3 separate regions of the Pan troglodytes genome follow, and regions 2 and 3 are each linked to region 1. The links are chromatin contacts, called in public HiChIP or PLAC-seq maps. All regions are on one chromosome and are shown on one strand. Each heading gives the region's core, a stretch centred on a gene start, on an enhancer-like site or on the middle of the called end of the contact. The rest is flanking DNA. Distances are from core to core; before and after follow the strand shown. Region 1 holds the start of NCOA6 (nuclear receptor coactivator 6). Region 2 holds the start of MMP24OS (MMP24 opposite strand). Region 3 holds the start of TRPC4AP (transient receptor potential cation channel subfamily C member 4 associated protein).

Evidence for each region. HiChIP or PLAC-seq counts read pairs in DNA pulled down with a chosen protein or histone mark.
Region 2: a contact with region 1 is called in an H3K4me3 HiChIP or PLAC-seq map of stem cell-derived excitatory neurons, with 4 times the contacts expected there. The contact joins the promoter of MMP24OS here to the promoter of NCOA6 in region 1. A contact is called at or near these places in 1 of 7 Hi-C or Micro-C datasets (stem cell-derived neural progenitor cells) and 1 of 1 datasets of contacts at active chromatin or transcription factors (stem cell-derived excitatory neurons).
Region 3: a contact with region 1 is called in an H3K4me3 HiChIP or PLAC-seq map of stem cell-derived excitatory neurons, with 2.5 times the contacts expected there. The contact joins the promoter of TRPC4AP here to the promoter of NCOA6 in region 1. A contact is called at or near these places in 1 of 7 Hi-C or Micro-C datasets (stem cell-derived neural progenitor cells) and 1 of 1 datasets of contacts at active chromatin or transcription factors (stem cell-derived excitatory neurons).

The regions. Positions count from the first base shown.
Region 1 is chr21:41,061,249-41,064,654 of NHGRI_mPanTro3-v2.0_pri, reverse strand. NCOA6 (nuclear receptor coactivator 6) reads left to right here and starts at 1,719. Exons shown (of 16, transcript XR_010154202.1): 1 at 1,719-1,855.
Region 2 is chr21:41,512,354-41,515,759 of NHGRI_mPanTro3-v2.0_pri, reverse strand. It overlaps MMP24OS (MMP24 opposite strand), which reads left to right and starts at 1,729. Exons shown (of 4, transcript XR_676210.5): 1 at 1,729-1,873. MMP24 (matrix metallopeptidase 24) reads right to left here. Exons shown (of 9, transcript XM_016937754.4): 9 at 2,924-3,406. EIF6 (eukaryotic translation initiation factor 6) reads left to right here. Exons shown (of 7, transcript XM_001164516.7): 6 at 142-323; 7 at 679-967. The coding sequence ends at 688.
Region 3 is chr21:41,326,693-41,330,098 of NHGRI_mPanTro3-v2.0_pri, reverse strand. It overlaps TRPC4AP (transient receptor potential cation channel subfamily C member 4 associated protein), which reads left to right and starts at 1,738. Exons shown (of 19, transcript XM_514600.9): 1 at 1,738-2,568. The coding sequence starts at 2,401.

The DNA of each region.
Region 1 (3,406 bases), core at 470-2,969:
TATTATTATTTTTTTTTTGAGACGGAGTCTCACTCAGCCACCTAGGCTGGAGTGCAGTGGCGCAAGCTAGGCTCACCGCAACCACCATCTCCCAGGTTCAAGAGATTCTCCCGTCTCAGCCTCCTGAGTAGCTGGGATTACAGGCACCTGCCATCATGCCCACCTAGCTTTTGTATTTTAGTAGAGACAGGGTTTCACCATGTTGGCCAGGCTGGTCTTGAACTCCTGACCTCAGGTGATCCGCCCATCTTGGCCTCCCAAAGTGCTAGGATTACAGGTGTGAGCCACCATGCCGGGCCAGGAGCAAAAAATTAAAACAATTGAACTCATGGAGATAGAGAATAGAAGGAGGGTTACCAGAGGCTGGTAAGGTTAATGGGGAGGTAGGTGGGAAGTGGGAATGATTAATGGGTACAAAAGAATAGTTAGAAAGAATAAGACCTAGTATTTGCTAGCACAAGAAGGTGACTACAGTAAAAAACAATTCGCCGGGCGCGGTGGCTCACGCCTATAATCCCAGCACTTTGAGGGGCCGAGGCGGGCGGATCATGAGGTCAGGAGTTCCTGACCAGCCTGGCCAATATGGTGAAACCCCATCTCTACTTAAAAAATATACAAAAATTAGCTGGGCGTGGTGGCATGCGCCTGTAGTACCAGCTACTCAGGAGGCTGAGGCAGGCGAATCCCTTGAACCAGGGAGGCGGAAGTTGCAGTGAGCTGAGATCGCGCCACTGCACTCCAGCCTGGGCGACAGAGTGAGACTCCGTCTCAAAAAAACAAAAATAAAACAAAAAACAAAAAAAAACCCCCCCACACACAAAATTTACTTGTACATTTTAAAATAACTAGAGTATAATTGGGTTGTTTGTAACACAAAGGATAAATGCTTGAGTTGCTAGATACCCCATTTACCATGATGTGATTATTACACATCGCATGCCTGTATCAAAATCTCATGTACCCCATAAATACATTCACCTACTACGTACGTACGAAAATTTAAAAAATACATCAGTGTAGTGTGGGAAAAAACAGAAAAATTTTAAAAAACAGTGAAAGCCAGATATGAATCCAGGCCTGTATGACAGACATGAAGTCCAGTGCTGAGGAGGTCTTTCTACGTTTGGGAAGAGGGGAGGGGCCACACTCGTTCGATCAATAATTCTATTTACTGAGCATTTTAGCTTGCTAGGGAGGTAATGATGGGAAAAAGAAGAGAGGGATTTAGAGGCAAATAATAATGAAAGCTTTTATCTATATCCCATTAAGCTTATTATTAGACAGTATGTGTCAGGCACGGTGACAAGTGCTTTCCATGCCTACCTCCATTTGCTCTTCACAAGCACTATGATTTTCCCCATATTTCAGATGGGTAAACTGAGGCTTGGAGTTGCCATGTCCAAGGATACTCAGAGCGCTCGCAAAAGGCTGTGCAATGTGTGCTTCCGAAGTGGGACTCACTGGCGAGAGAATAGCCCTGGGAAGCCGACAGAAACCCACGAGATCCCAGCACTAAGCACTCAGCACCGAAGGGAGCTGGCGCGCGCTTCACCTCGCGCTCCCGGGGACGTCTGGTCACGTGGGCAATGCCCCGCCCCTCGAGTCCGCCCCGCCCCCTCTCGCGCTCCCTCCCTCTCTCCCTCCCTCCCCCTCCCTCCCCGGCCCGGTCCGGCCCATCCCCCTCCCCGCCGGCTCCGTGAGGCCCTGCCGGGTCGGGCTGCGGGCGGCCGGGCGCGGGCGGCGGGACAGACGGGCGCACGCGAGGACTGACGGACGGACGCACGGAGGGCGGCGGGCACGCACGGCCCGGGCCGGCGCTCCAAGGCCCGCCCGGGAGGGCCGGGGCCGCGCTCAGGTGAGGGGACGGCGGCGCGGGCCCGTAAGGGGTGGGCCCGCCGGGCGTCCGCGGTCCTTGTCGGGCTGGCTTCGCGGGGAGGAGGCGCCGCCCGGGCCGGCGCGGAAAAATGGCGCCGGGCGACCGAGTGGCACGGTCTGAGAGCGGGCCCGGCCCGGAGCCGCCCCGCCCGCCGCGCTTGTGTCCCCGTCGCCATGTTGGGGAGCGGGCCCCAGGCCTGCGGGCGGGGGCGCTGGAGGGAGCGGCGGCCCGGCTGGGTGGGGAGGGTGCTGGGCGCGGGGGCCGGTGCACTGAGGGAGTGCAGGGCTGGCCGGGGTCTGCACGGGGTGGCGCTCTAGGCCTGGGGAACAGGCGGGAGCCGGTCGTGGGGTCGTGGTCAGGGTCGCGGAGAAGGAACCCTGGGTCCGAAGGGAACCGGGATTGGGGTCTATGGGCTGAGAGAATGGCAGGACGTGGAACTGGGTTAGGCCTTAGGCGGTGTTAGAGCCCTAGTGCAGGTAGGACCTGGGGATTGGGGTGGAGGCATGGGGGCCGATCTCAGGCTGTCAGGGCTGGAGCGGTTCTTTGCTGGGAGGGAAGGAGGTGATTGATGAGGAATGAGGGCCCTTTGGGTACAGACGCTGGTTCAGATTGGGGCAGTCCTTGGGGTACTGGGGCTGAATTGCAAAGCTGTATAACTCCCAAGGCTCTGAAGACTTATGTCCCAAGCATCCTCCACCCCCTCTTGGGGGAAGCAACAGGAAAAAGGAGGTGTTTGATGAGAGAAAAGGGGGACAAAGGGAGACTGAGGTTTGGGTGCAGGAGCTGGCCGGCAAAAGAGGCACAGAGAGTGGAACTAACTGGTTGGCAAGAAAGGAGAGAACCTTTATCAACTTAGGGAGTTGTGTGTGTCTTTAAAAGGAGGGACCTGGCTGTTTGGGGGCGGTGACCCAAGGTGTCTTCCCTGGAAGGGGACAGCCCACAGCTTAAGAGCAGAGTCACCTGGAGAGGTCATCAGAAAGGCGTTATTGAAGCCAGTAAAATGGTGAAGAAGAGTGAATGTATAAAAACTACAAAGGCCTGAGAGATCAAGTAAAGATTTCAAATCAGGTAGTGATTTTAGCTGAAACATAGAAAGGTAAAGTTGACTTTTCAAGATCTTACAAGTTAGTGGCAGAGGGGTACTAGAAATTGTCGGCTGCTTCCTCACTAAACACATTGCCTTAAAGGAATTTGCTAGCTGGGAGAAAGGTGTTAAGAAATGAAGCATAACATTCTTGTGATGAAACTAAAAGCAAACAAACAAAAACAACAAGAAATGAAGCATAACAGTATACACCAGATAACTATTAAATTTGTTTTCTTCCTGTAATGAGTGTGGCAATACAAAGGCTGAAGGGAATACAAAAAAGTATAGGCAGCCAGTTATTTGGTATTTCCTGGTTCATCTCTAATTGTGCAAAGAAGTTATCTTTGAGACCTTCTAACTTTCTAGAGTTTTAAGAGATGCTCCGGCCAGCCACAGTGGCTCACGCCTGTAATCCCAACACTTTGGGAGGCCAAGGTGGGAGG
Region 2 (3,406 bases), core at 480-2,979, 450 kb before region 1:
GTGTTTGGGAGTCTGGGTCATTACCTGCCACAGTTTGGTACTGGGGCTGCAGGTCAGGGAGGAGCAGGGTTTGGGGAGAGTCTTCATTGAGGAGGGAGAGAATTTGGTGCCGTGACTCACATTGAGCCCATCCCTTGGCAGGCGGGGACTGTGAACCGAGGCAGTGAGGTGATTGCTGCTGGGATGGTGGTGAATGACTGGTGTGCCTTCTGTGGCCTGGACACAACCAGCACAGAGCTGTCAGTGGTGGAGAGTGTCTTCAAGCTGAATGAAGCCCAGCCTAGCACCATTGCCACCAGCATGCGGGATTCCCTCATTGACAGGTACCTGGGGCCTCTCCTTTCTTCTGCTCAGGGTTGGGGGTTAACTTGCATTTTGAGAGTATGGGGAAAAGATGTCATCTAGAATGGGAGCCTACCAGTTTGTTCTGGTAGCTTCTCGAGTGTGAGAGCATATCTGCACACTGCTGAGCAGATAAGAGCCAGCATATTCAAAAAATATTTCTTGAGCATCTGCTAATCCTCATCTTTGTGGTTTTTCAGGGCTAGGATACTAGAGCAGTAGCTGCTTGAGCAGCTTGTCAGAGCTGGTCCGGGGATGAGGGCTGAGGCAGGCACCTTGAGAGTGAGGTGGGCTCTGTGAAACAGCTACTGACCGTGCGCTTTCCTTTCTCTTCAGCCTCACCTGAGTCACCTTCCAAGTTGTTCCATGGGCTCCTGGCTCTGGACTGTGGCCAACCTTCTCCACATTCCGCCCAATCTGTACCGGATGCTGGCAGGGAGGTGGCAGAGAGCTCACTGGGACTGAGGGGCTGGGCACCCAACCCTTTTCCACCTGTGCTTATCGCCTGGATCTATCATTACTGCAAAAACCTGCTCTGTTGTGCTCACTGGCAGGCCCTGTGGCTGCTGGCTGAGGGTTCTGCTGTCCTGTGCCACCCCATTAAAGTGCAGTTCCCTCCGGGCCATTCTGAATGTGATGTTTGAGGCCCTCAGCCTGTGTACAATCCCTGCACTCTCCAGTTGTTCCAGCATTCTGGGAAGATAGGGTGGGATGAACACAACACACAACCAACCCAGTACACCACCTCCACACACGCCATTCCCTTCTCCTCTACCATCAGGATGTGAGGCTTCATCCTGGGGCAAGAAACACTCTCCACTACAGTTCTCCTTTTTTCTTTTTTCTTTTTGAGGCAGTGTCTCCCTCTGTCACCCAGGCTGGAGTGTTGTGACGCAAGGATGGCTCACTGTAGCCTTGACCTGTTGGGCTCAAGCGATCCTCTCGCCTCGTTTATTTTTTTGTAGAAACGAAGTCACTGTGTTGCCCAGGCTGGTTTATACTCCTGAACTCAAGCGACCCACCGCCTCGGCCTCCCAAAGTGTTGGGATTACAGGCGTGAGCCACGGCGCCCGGTCTAGTTCTCACAGTTTTCACCCGACTTCTGCGCCGGTCTTCTCTGGCCTTGAAAGGCAGAGAGTCCGTTCCGATTTTCCCCTGAGCTGGGCAAGTCCCCTGTGAGAGCTCTGGGGCATCTGGCTTCGGGGCATTCTTTGACTAAGGTGGATGGAGGTTGCAGGTCCTTTCCTGGGTGGGCGTGGGGCGGGGCAGCGGGTTCCCAGCGTCGTCCTGGCCTGGGCGCCTTGGAGGCTGTTGGGGCGCATTCCGTCCCCTTGCGCGGGGCGGGGCCTTGAGGCGCTGGGGCGGGATTGGCGGGGGACGGTCGCGGAGCCCCGCCCCGGAGCACAGGGTCGAGTCCCTCCTTTCCGCTCCAACGCACGGAGGGTGAGGTCGGTGCGCGGTGGCGTCACGGCGCCAGCTCCTCCCGACGCCGAGGTGGGTTCCGGGAGACCCGCGGGTCTGGCTGCGAGAGGTGAGGGCAGAGCTGGGGCGGGGCCCTAGCGGGGTGTCCCGGCGACCCAGACCTAAAGGGCTTCTCTTCTTGCAGACCATGGGGGCTCAGCTAAGCGGCGGCCGCGGCGCCCCGGAGCCTGCGCAAACCCAGCCCCAGCCCCAGCCCCAGCCCCAGCCCCAGCCCCAGCCTGCGGCGCCGGAGGGCCCGGAACAGCCCCGGCGTCCGCCCCAGCCCCAGCCCCAGCCCCAGCCCCAGCCCCAGCCCCAGCCCCAGCCCGAGCCCAGCCCGTGGGGGCCGCTGGACGACGTGCGCTTCCTCATCGCCTGCACTTCCTGGTACTGACGGCGTCCTCCGGAGGATGTCGCCCGTCTGTCCGCCGTCCCCTGTGGTTCTTGCCTGCCTTGTCTCCTCTCCCCACGTCCCTGCGTCTCTTACACCCCCTCCCACCCGAGGCTCCCCAGAGATAGCAGAGAATTCGAAGAGGTCGCCGGGGACTGGAAAGAAGTCCCGGCAGGGCCGCCTTCGCAGTCTACACCCCAGCCTGCTTCCCAGCCTACACCCAGACCCAGCTCAGACCTTTGTGACCACCCCATCCCTTTCTCCGGCTGGCTGGGTCGGGGGCATCCCTCTCTGTCGCTGGCTTCCAGAGGCAGGGCAGGCCTCCTGGTAAGCCCGCAAAGTTGCTGACCTCCTGACTTCGTCTGCCTTTTATTAATATCTGTATTGCTGATAACCGTGCTCTTGACTATGTGTCCCAGGTCATGGCACCAGGGGCCTTGACTTTGGAGAAGCCCGTGCCACAGTGACCCTCCCCATACTCCTGGGGGGGCTGCTCCCCATCCTGGATCGTAAGGAGGCATCATCAGGCTGTGTTCCTGGAACCCCAATAACCCTGGGTCCCCAGGGCCAGCCTGTTGTAGAGGGAGGCTATCTGACCGCCGGTCTGGCAGAGGAGATGGGTGGGCAGCTCCCAGACACCCCAAAGGACCCGGTTCTCCTCCCAGAGCGTCCTAAGGTTACTCTTGGAACCTGATCTTTGTTCCCTCATCCCAGGGAAATGACACACTCTGTATTTCTGTTTTATTTAGAAATGATTTAAAAAACATTATACAAAGGCTGATCAGTTTAAAATGTGACTGACACTGAAATGCTGTGATGTCCCCCAGGCTGAGGGGAAGCTAGGCCCTGGGGCCCCCAGTGCTTTGCCCCTCTGTCTGCCCTGTCCTGGGGTGATGGACAGATGACCACAGGTAGGAGAATCTGAGATTGGAAGCCTCTAGGCTGAGCCCTCTGGGCCTGGCCCCACATCCCTCACCTCTGCAGCCTGGGCTGCCTGCCTCCATCTCCTGTTCATTCTCAGCTGGCCTGCCAGGAGCCAACGGGGAGCCTGGCGGGAGGCGGGGGTGCCTAGAGCTTTCAAGAAGTGAGAGCACCAACCTGAGGAGTGGACAGGGACCAGGAAGTGGGGGAAGGGAGGCCAGGAAGAGGTGGATACAGGAGACACTTCTCATCTCATCTCAGACCCTAGAGGGGTCCACAGATGGGGACACA
Region 3 (3,406 bases), core at 489-2,988, 270 kb before region 1:
CTAATTTTTGTATCTTTAGTAGAGACGGGGTTTTGCTGTTTTGGTCAGGCTGGTCTCGAACTCCTGACCTCAGGTGATCCACCTGCCTCGGCCACCCAAAGTGCTGGGATTATAGGTGTGAGCCACCGCGCCCAGCTGGCTTACAGGTTTTTAATGGCAGGAGGGCAGAGGCTACAGGTGAAGTCATAAATCAATACATAGGGGCTGTATATTGGTTCCACCTAAAAGGACAGGACATCTCCAACCAGGGGCCCACAAGTGGATTCAAAGATTTTCTGACTTGTAATTGGTTAAGGACGCAAAGGTTTGTCTAAAAATTTGGGATCTGCAGAAAAGAATGTTAGCTCTGACTTATGGTCGTCTCCTCCTCCAGGTCCCCTAGGAAGAAATTTAGAACAAAATATAGAAGTCAAAAGTTTAGTTCTCAGCTCTCCCTTATCTGAGGTTTGCCGATCAGCAGATCCATTTGGTGGGGGTTTGAGTTTCTAAGAAACAACACTCAGGGACAAATTTTAAGATGTTATATTCAGTTTCTATAGGGAACAAAATATCTCCTGACTGTAACTTCTTTGGCTATTTTTTTTTTTTTCTGAGATGGAGTCTCATCCTGTCATCAAACTGGAGTGCAGTGGCGTGATCTCGGCTCACTGTGACCTCTGTCTCCAGGGTTCAAGTGATTCTCCTGCCTCAGCCTCCCAAGTAGCTGGGACTACAGGTGCATGCCACCACGCCCAGCTAATTTTTGCATTTTTAGTAGAGATGGGGTTTCACCATGTTGGCCAGGCTGGTCTCGAACTCCTGACCTCATGATCTGACCACCTCGGCTTCCCAAAGTGCTGGGATTACAGGTGTGAGCCACTGGGATTACAGGTGTGAGCCACTGCGCCCGGCTGAGTTTATTTTTGTATAATGTGAGAGATGAGGATCCAGTTTCATTCTTCTGCATGTGGCTTGCCAGTTATCACCAGCTGTTGAATAGGGTGTCCTTTCCCCACTTTATGTTTTTGTTTGCTTTATCGAAGATCAGTTGGCTATAAGTATTTGGTTTTATTCTGTGTTCTCTATTCTATTCCATTGGTCTATGTGCCTATTTTTATACCAGTACCATGCTGTTTGGGTGACTATGGCCTTATAGTATAGATTGAAGTCAGGTAATGTGATGCCTCCAGATTTATTCTTTTTGCTTAGTCTTGCTTTGGACATGCAGGCTCTTTTTTGGTTCCATATGATTTTTAGGATTCTTTTTTCTAGTTCTATGAAGATGGATGGTGAGTCTACTCCTTTTAGATGGGGTGTGAGGATGGTAATCATAGTGCCAGTTCACCTGGGAGAGTCACTTTCATGCCTACCGTCCCGGTGTAATTATTTATTGTGTCTTTTCATTCTTTAAAGTGTTCTGGTTTGAGCAGTAAGTTACAGTCATCTTAGTTATGAGTCACAATCTTCACCATTCCCTGTTATATCACACTTATCACACTTAGCTCTCCTCTTTCATTTTTATTACAGGCCCCCTGCTAGGAAGGGAAAAAGTGTGTGTGTGTTGGGTGGGGGGAGTCAGTGCCATCCTGCCACAGAAGTTAGCTGAAAAAATGAGTATTTGGGGTCATGGTAGAGATAACATGCTAGCTGGTGGATAGAAATTAGGACAGGGTTTTCATCTGACAGAGAATATGATGTCACAATTTACTAATCCCTTTCCCTTCCATTATTTAATTTCACAACAACCTATCCAGTTACACAACTTATCCAGTTTGAGACTGCGTTTCTTTGTGTATGGATCTGCTGTCTTCCCCTGTAACCTGCATTTCGTGATAAAGGATCCCAGGCCGTTCTGCTCACCACTGTATCCCAGACACCCTCCCTTTCCCCTAGACATGGTTTGGTGTCGGGCGCAGAGAAAGCCCCAGGAACTACGATTGATCAGGCTCCCAGAATCTATAGATGGAGTGACCTGACGAGGACACAGGCGCAGTGGCAGAGCGCGATGACTTGGTCGACGTCCGCGGTGAGTCACGTGTAGAAAGAAGCAGGCAGGAAGCGGACTCGAGGGCCTGACTCCTGACCTGAAGCCCAGGATCATTTCTTGGCCAGCTGCCTGCATCCTGCCCAAATCGGCGAGAGAAATGGGAGAATGTGGACCTTGGGAGATTTCGCCGAAATGCTGGGCCCGGGGGCCAGAGAAACCGGCAGTGCAGGAAAGGCCACATCTCTTTTCCCACCTACCCCGCTGCCGCGCAAGACTACAATTCCCAGTAGCCTCCACGCCGCGCACGGTCCCTGCCACGCGGCTTGCGCCTCCGCCGACGGCCCACTGGGGGCGCTGCGGCGACCCCTCCGCCGCCCCGTAGAAATCTCCGCGGCCCCGAGGCCGCCTGCTTCCTGTTTGTCCGACGAGGAGACATGGCGGCGGCGCCGGTAGCGGCTGGGTCTGGAGCCGGTCGAGGGAGACGGTCGGCAGCCACAGTGGCGGCTTGGGGCGGATGGGGCGGCCGGCCGCGGCCTGGTAACATTCTGCTGCAGCTGCGGCAGGGCCAGCTGACTGGCCGGGGCCTGGTCCGGGCGGTGCAGGTACGAGGCTGGACCAGGAGGGGCGGGGCGGGGCGGACCAGGCGGGAGCTGGCGGGGGGCCGGGGAAGAGGCCTTTCCAGGCTGCCGCTGGACGGGCCAAAGCCCTTTTGGCTGGCCGCAAGGCCTCCCTGTGAGCTGCCCGGACGCTCTCAGCCGCAGCGGGGCCGTGGGAAGCAGCTGGCTTGATGTCCCTTGTCAGGGGCCGAGCGGGGCTGGGCTGCTGTGGACACTGATGGCGTGTACGAACCCTGGGCCCAGTTTCTGGATCCTCCCTTCTTTGCGCCACGTCTACACGTCTGGGGGACCCTGTCGTGTTTGTTTTAGCCTCTGTGGGCCTCGAGTTTATCCCGTGTATTGGGCGTGGGGGAGGGGGTCATCATTGCAGCCCCCAAACGGTTCCCAAGCGTTTCATAAATGTCATTTTCTCAGGCCTTTCCTTGACACTCTTTCCTTCCCCTTTCTAAAGTAGGTCCCCATTGTTATTCTGTCACAGCCGCGAATTCGTTTCGTTTACATTACTTTCTTAGTCTATAATTTCGTATTTCTTTGTTGTCTGCCTTTTTCTCGCCCGTCTCCCACATTAGGCTGAGTTCCAGCGGGTGCAGAGACTATATCTGGTTTGCTAGTGTAGAGCGTCATGGTTAAGAGGGACTCTGGAGTCAGGCCTGGGTTCAAAGCCCTGCTCCTCTCTCTTGCTTGGGCAGGTGACCTTTCTGTGCCTCAGTTTCCTCACTTGTAAGATGAAGATGAGAATTAGTAACCTACCTTTTAAGATTGTTGTGGAGATCAAAGGGGGCAATTGTGTAAAGCATTAGTGCATTTCTGGTGCATACTAAGG